Regions from separate parts of the Mus musculus genome. Here region 2 is linked to region 1. Evidence: chromatin contacts called from public promoter capture Hi-C data. All regions are on one chromosome and are shown on one strand. Each heading gives the region's core, a stretch centred on a gene start, on an enhancer-like site or on the middle of the called end of the contact. The rest is flanking DNA. Distances are from core to core; before and after follow the strand shown. Region 1 holds the start of Tmtc1 (transmembrane and tetratricopeptide repeat containing 1). Region 2 holds the start of Pthlh (parathyroid hormone-like peptide).

What was found. Promoter capture Hi-C pulls out the DNA fragments that hold promoters and counts their contacts.
Region 2: a contact with region 1 is called in a promoter capture Hi-C map of liver, with 5 times the contacts expected there. The contact joins the promoter of Pthlh here to the promoter of Tmtc1 in region 1.

What each region holds. Positions count from the first base shown.
Region 1 is chr6:148,442,920-148,445,703 of GRCm38.p6, reverse strand. Tmtc1 (transmembrane and tetratricopeptide repeat containing 1) reads left to right here and starts at 1,352. Exons shown (of 20, transcript NM_198967.5): 1 at 1,352-1,803. The coding sequence starts at 1,505.
Region 2 is chr6:147,262,589-147,265,372 of GRCm38.p6, reverse strand. It overlaps Pthlh (parathyroid hormone-like peptide), which reads left to right and starts at 1,360. Exons shown (of 4, transcript NM_008970.4): 1 at 1,360-1,788; 2 at 1,978-2,103. The coding sequence starts at 2,003.

The sequences.
Region 1 (2,784 bases), core at 103-2,602:
AGCTTTGCTCCTCTCTCACCAATTTTGATTCACCAAGAAAAACCAACAATAAACAAAACATCAAAAGAGGCAAGAATGGATCCTGTCTTGGACTATGTCCCTGTTAATTTGGGAACTGCTGCATTAAGTGCTCTGGTGTTTAAATTTAAGGAGCCATCGGGAGGCTCAAAGAACAAATTCTCCTTTCCATTTCAAGTTTCTTTTCTTTCTTGTCAAAAGTTTGATGTTGTTTGGCTTTTGTTTGTTTTAATGACGACTTTATTTTGAGGTTTGGGGTCTGGATGTATGAAGTCTCAGTTAATTTCAGTAATAAAGCCATGTCCATTCACAAGTGGCCTGAAAGAACCAACGGGGCTTTTCAGTATTAGGGGAAGTCAGTGTTTTTCTGGAATACCTCATTTATTTGTTGTGATTGGCATTCAAAAGTAGAACAGTTTCGAGAAAGACAGGAAGTTTCTGAGCCAGAGGCAATGCCAAGGCAGTCCATAGTTTTAATTTGTATTTAAGGGTCAAGGCAGTCTCCCAGGAGACAATAATTATTCCCAAGAGATCCAACCAGTAAAATAGCAGGTAAAGTAGCTGGGCCTGGGCAGCTGAGGTAGGGGGTACTCTAGGATTCGAGATCAGCCTGGCTTCTGTAGCCAATGCCCAGGACTGCCTGAATGTCAGCCTAAGGCAGGGTCTCAAAACCAAAACCAAAAGAAAGCCAGAAGTAATGTGTTCAGCGCCTCCTTCATTGCTTAAGAGTTTAAGGGAAAAACAAAAGGAAGAGCTTCCCATACGGAAATAAAAATCAAAACCGGGCTTATTATAAGCAGCAGCAGAAACAGCAAGGAGGCAGTTCACAGCCGGGGATGCACCCCTGGGCTTTGGGGAAAGGACTGCTGCGCGCGTTGCGTTCCCAGGACTGGGGCATAGCACCTTGGAAGACTTTAAGCCCTGCGGGTGCTGGAGCTTGTCCCCCATCTGTCCAGCTGGTTTCGAATCGCTCACGCCTCCAGGGAGAGAGGGTGTCCGGGTCCAGACTGAGTACCTGACAAGCCTGCCGATTTGCGGCCGGGAGGCGGCGGGGACCTGCCCCTCCGCAGCTGAGACCGGCTGGGGACTGGTCTGGGAAAGCAGTTGGGCGTACCCGGTGGGACCCTGGGTGGCCTTCCCGCGTGTCCCCTCAAGCCCTGCGGCGACCCGCTAAACCTGCGCGCTCTGGCTGTCCCGGACTCAGCGCCAGCTGGTAGAGGCCAGGTGTTGGGGACCTCAGGTCCCAGGATCCAGGAGGCGGAGGCGCGCAAGCGGGCATGCGCAGAGTGGGCGGAGGCGGCGGCGATGGCCCGGGGAGGCGGGGGGATCGCTGTTTATTTGCAGCTGGGCCACCGCGGCGGCAGAGCACCGGGCGCCCGGGCGGGGACAGTGGGCGTGCGATGCCTGAGCCAAGCAGGCCGCTGCGCGCCCGGGTCCCGGCCGGGGAGGATGCGCGCTGCGCGGGAGCGGCCGTGCGGGCGGTGCGATGCTGGTGACCCGCGGGGACCGCGGCGGCGGGGAGCGCGCGCCCTCGCGGCGCCCGCGCTGCGGGCTGGTTCCAGCGGGGGCCGCGGCGCTGCTAGCTGGGGCCAGCTGCCTTTGCTACGGCCGCTCGCTGCGGGGCGAGTTTGTACACGACGATGTGTGGGCGATCGTGAACAACCCCGACGTGCGGCCCGGGACACCGCTGCGCTGGGCCATCTTCGCTAACGACTTCTGGGGCAAGGGCCTGGCGGACAGCACCAGCCACAAGTCCTATCGGCCACTGTGCGTGCTGTCCTTCAGGTGAGCCTGTGCGTCCTGGGGTCTAGACGCCTCTCCTTGGAGAAGGGATGGTACGGCGGGGACACTTCTGACAGGTCCCTCGGTACCTCCTCTAGGTTGTTCTCCCCTTTCTCTCAGTTCTACCCCTGGTCTTTTAGTCATCAGCCAGATCCTCCTGGATTTATCTTGTGTTCTGGCTGTTCAGTCTGGTCCTCTAGGTTCTACGCTTTGCATCTCTGCCCTGTTCCGTTCTCCAATCTCTGCCCCAGGTCCTCTGGGCTCTATGCTTGGCGCTCCTGATTCTATCTTAAGTGTTCTCCAGGGTCTGTCCCAGGCCCTCACAACTCTAGTATTCTGTCAGCGCAGCCCCAGATTTTCTCTGAACGAGGTTCTCTCCGCTCTGCCCCGAGATCTCGTTGCTCTGGCTGGGTTCTCTCGGGTCGGACTCTGATCCTATTGCTCCAGGCTTAGTCCTGAATCCACCTGGCTCTACCTCTGGTCATTACCCGGGACAGCTTAAGGTTCTCAAGGCTTTGCTCAGGTTCTGAAGCACTACATCGTTTTCTTCTGGCTCTGTTTTGGGTACTCTCCGCGCTACTCGGGGAGATCTCTGCTCTGCCCTATATCTTCCCAGCTAAACCTAGGTTCTCCCGCGCTTCCTGGCTGCGGAGTTGGGACCGAGTTCTGCCTGCTATGTCCCCCGGGGCTTCAAGGATGGCAGACTTCTCGCTGGAGCTTTTCCTACCCGCGATTAGCGGGTTCCAGAGGGTGGCGATGCTCCAAGTTGTCAGCTTCTCCAGGGAGGTTGTACTGCTGGGCAGATGAGGAATAAAGGGACCGGACCAGGTGGCCTACGATGCTCCTGAAGCTGCTATGCTGTGGGTGTTCCAGGTAGGAGCTAGGGAGAGGTGTCAGGCACCCTACTCTGAGCACCGGGCTTTGCGTACTGGGATGCTAATAGCCTCCCTAACCCGGGCATTTCCAGCCCCAGCCTCTGCATCC
Region 2 (2,784 bases), core at 111-2,610, 1.2 Mb after region 1:
GAAACGCAGCAGAATGGTTGCTTTGTGAGTCCCTTCTTTTCCTCTCATGGGGCTCCCCACTCCAGATCAATTAGGGCTCCAGCATCTTTGGGGAAGGGTTATCACAGAGTGTCACAGGTTCAAACTTTCTCTTTTCGTGCCATGTAAACATGTCTAACAGTTACAAATTCTTAACCACTTAAAGGACGTTATGGAAATTCCCGGGTTTCTTTTTAAGGTGGGAAGAAGCCAACTTTTTTTTTTTTTTTACAAGTATGAAGTTTAAAGGAATCAAGGGAAAGAGACAAGGGCTTCTGATGAGAGGGAACCCCGCCCAAGACAGCTGAAAGCTTTAACTGCTGGCGAGCAGCAAGGCTTAGGGGAGGGGAGGGGTGAGAAGTCCTAGGAGTACCCACCCCAGAAGTCTGTAGAGCATCACAGCCCAGGTCTGACAAAGGTCTTTGAGTGACACTAGCCTCCTAGAGAGTCAGATGAAATTTTCCAGCAGTATTGTCTAGAAGGCAAACTTCTTTGAGTGGTTCCCATGTTCATTTCAGCGTGATCTAGGACCTGGGGGGAAACTAGTATTCACACACACACACACACACACACACACACACACACACACACACACACCTCTAGACCCACAATCAGTAACTCACAACTTTCTCCCCCACCCCCCACCCCCACTCCCTGCCCAGCAGCACTGAGAAGCTGAAGCAAATGGGCACTCAGTGAATCTTTATCAGGACATAGAGTAGGTTATCAGAAGAAGGTGAGAAAGAAGGACTCTGCGCATTCCAGGTCGTCTGTGATCACAAAGTGGGTCTTCTTCCTTGCTCACACACCCGTTCTAGGACCTGCTCCAGACGTGATGTCCCCAACCCTTCCCAAACAGTAAGACCCAAAATCGCCTTTGCTCTTCTGGGTGCTAGGTTTAGTCCCCTCCCCAGGAGAAGGCCACACCAGGCAGGAATGCAGTGCAATGCGAGCTTGCAAGCGAGCTTGGGACTCTTGGGATTCTCAGGCCACCCGGGGTTCCTCCTTGCTGTTTGTAGGGACCTGGACTCCTGGACCTGCCACTCAGGCGACAGCAGGCCGGTTCAGGAGGAGGAGAGCGTCAGATCGGCCCACGCGGGCCAGGACTGGGGTGGGGCTCCGTGGCTCCGGGCTCCCCTGTGCTCCCCGCCCCCGCCGGCCCGCTCACCCCTGCCTGCTCCGCCGGCGCGCGTTCCTCGGGCGCCACCTCTTTGCGACTCGCTCACTTCTCAGCAGGTTGGCCCCGGAGCGTGTGAACCTTCCAGGGCTGGGCTCACAGCTACTCTCCAACCTGCGCCGCCCCAGCTGGGCCGCTCCGCCCCGCTGCCGGAACCCGCCCTCGCGGCCACCTGGCCCTCGCATCCACGACACGCGCGCCTGCAACTTGTTCAAGGGCGTTGTGGAATCAACTTTCCGGAAGCAACCAGCCCACCGAAGGAGGTAGACCGACAGCTATGTATATATACGCGCTCTGCCGCAAGTGGCTGTGCACCCAGAGGCCCGGTGCGCAGGACAGCTGACTCCTGAGGAACACCCGCGTTTGAAGAGGGGTTTGACCTGCCCCACGACCCAGAGTGCTGCCGCCAAGACTAATTAGACATTGCTATGGGAGCCACAGCAACGCGCCACGCATCCCCGACGCCTATGTAAAACGCCCGGTTTTCGCTCTTCTTTCAGAGGAAGCTCTCTGATTGCTTTTTCCCCTCTCGGGTCCCTTTTTGCCTGTGCGGTTTGAGAGAGGCGCAGTTAGAGGCGCTGATTCCTACACAAGTAAGTGCTCAGGGGCTCGGAGACACTTTTTTGCTTTCTTTTTCTTGTTTTCTTTTTTCCTCCTAACTTGTGAGATGCCCTCGACTTTGGAGTGGCTGTTGGGAAGCCACGGGGTTCCAAAAGAGGGAGCGGGGCAGTGCGAGGAAGAGATGGAGAGCCGGGACTGACCCTCGGGTTCCACTCTTGCAGGTCCCCAGAGCCAGCGAGCGGCACGATGCTGCGGAGGCTGGTTCAGCAGTGGAGTGTCCTGGTATTCCTGCTCAGCTACTCCGTGCCCTCCCGCGGGCGTTCGGTGGAGGGGCTTGGCCGCAGGCTGTAAGTACCGGTCTTCCTCCTGGGGTGAGGGGTGGGGAAGACCAGCGCCAGCTGAGGCGGGCGATGCTGAGGAAGCCTAGGGGTCCCTGATGGTCCCAACCTGAGTTGGACACAGTCACGGGGTACCTGCTAGCAAGGGGCTGAGCCCAGGAAAGCCATCTAGAGAGCTGGTGAGACCCCAAAATGGACAGGCACGAAACAAGTTTGATGTGCCTTTCCATAAGAGGGAGTCTTTTTCAGAACCTGGGCCGGCAAGATATCTGTCTGCAGGGAACCACCAAAGTTACTTTATCCACCGAGAGGTTCTGAAACTCAGCAGGAAACTGGGGGATTCAGGAACTGTCTGTGTGCCTCTGTGTGTGTCTGTGTGTGTCTGTGTGTGTCTGTGTGTGTGTCTGTGTGTGTGTCTGTGTGTCTGTGTCTGTGTGTGTGTGTGCGCGCACACAAGCGAGTGGATATGTCTAAATGTGGGTGGCAGTCTGTGTGTGAAAAGCAAAAACGTTGTGTCTAGTTTTATTATGAATGACATAATTTTAAGCATATAAAACAGGACTGTGTTACATAACAAAGCATATTATATAATTTAGTAGTAACAACTTTTTAATGGCAAACGTCCAACTTTAGTATCGATACCATTCAGGAAGGCGGGTGTGCTTGTCTCCAAAATGGACTTTAGGCGTG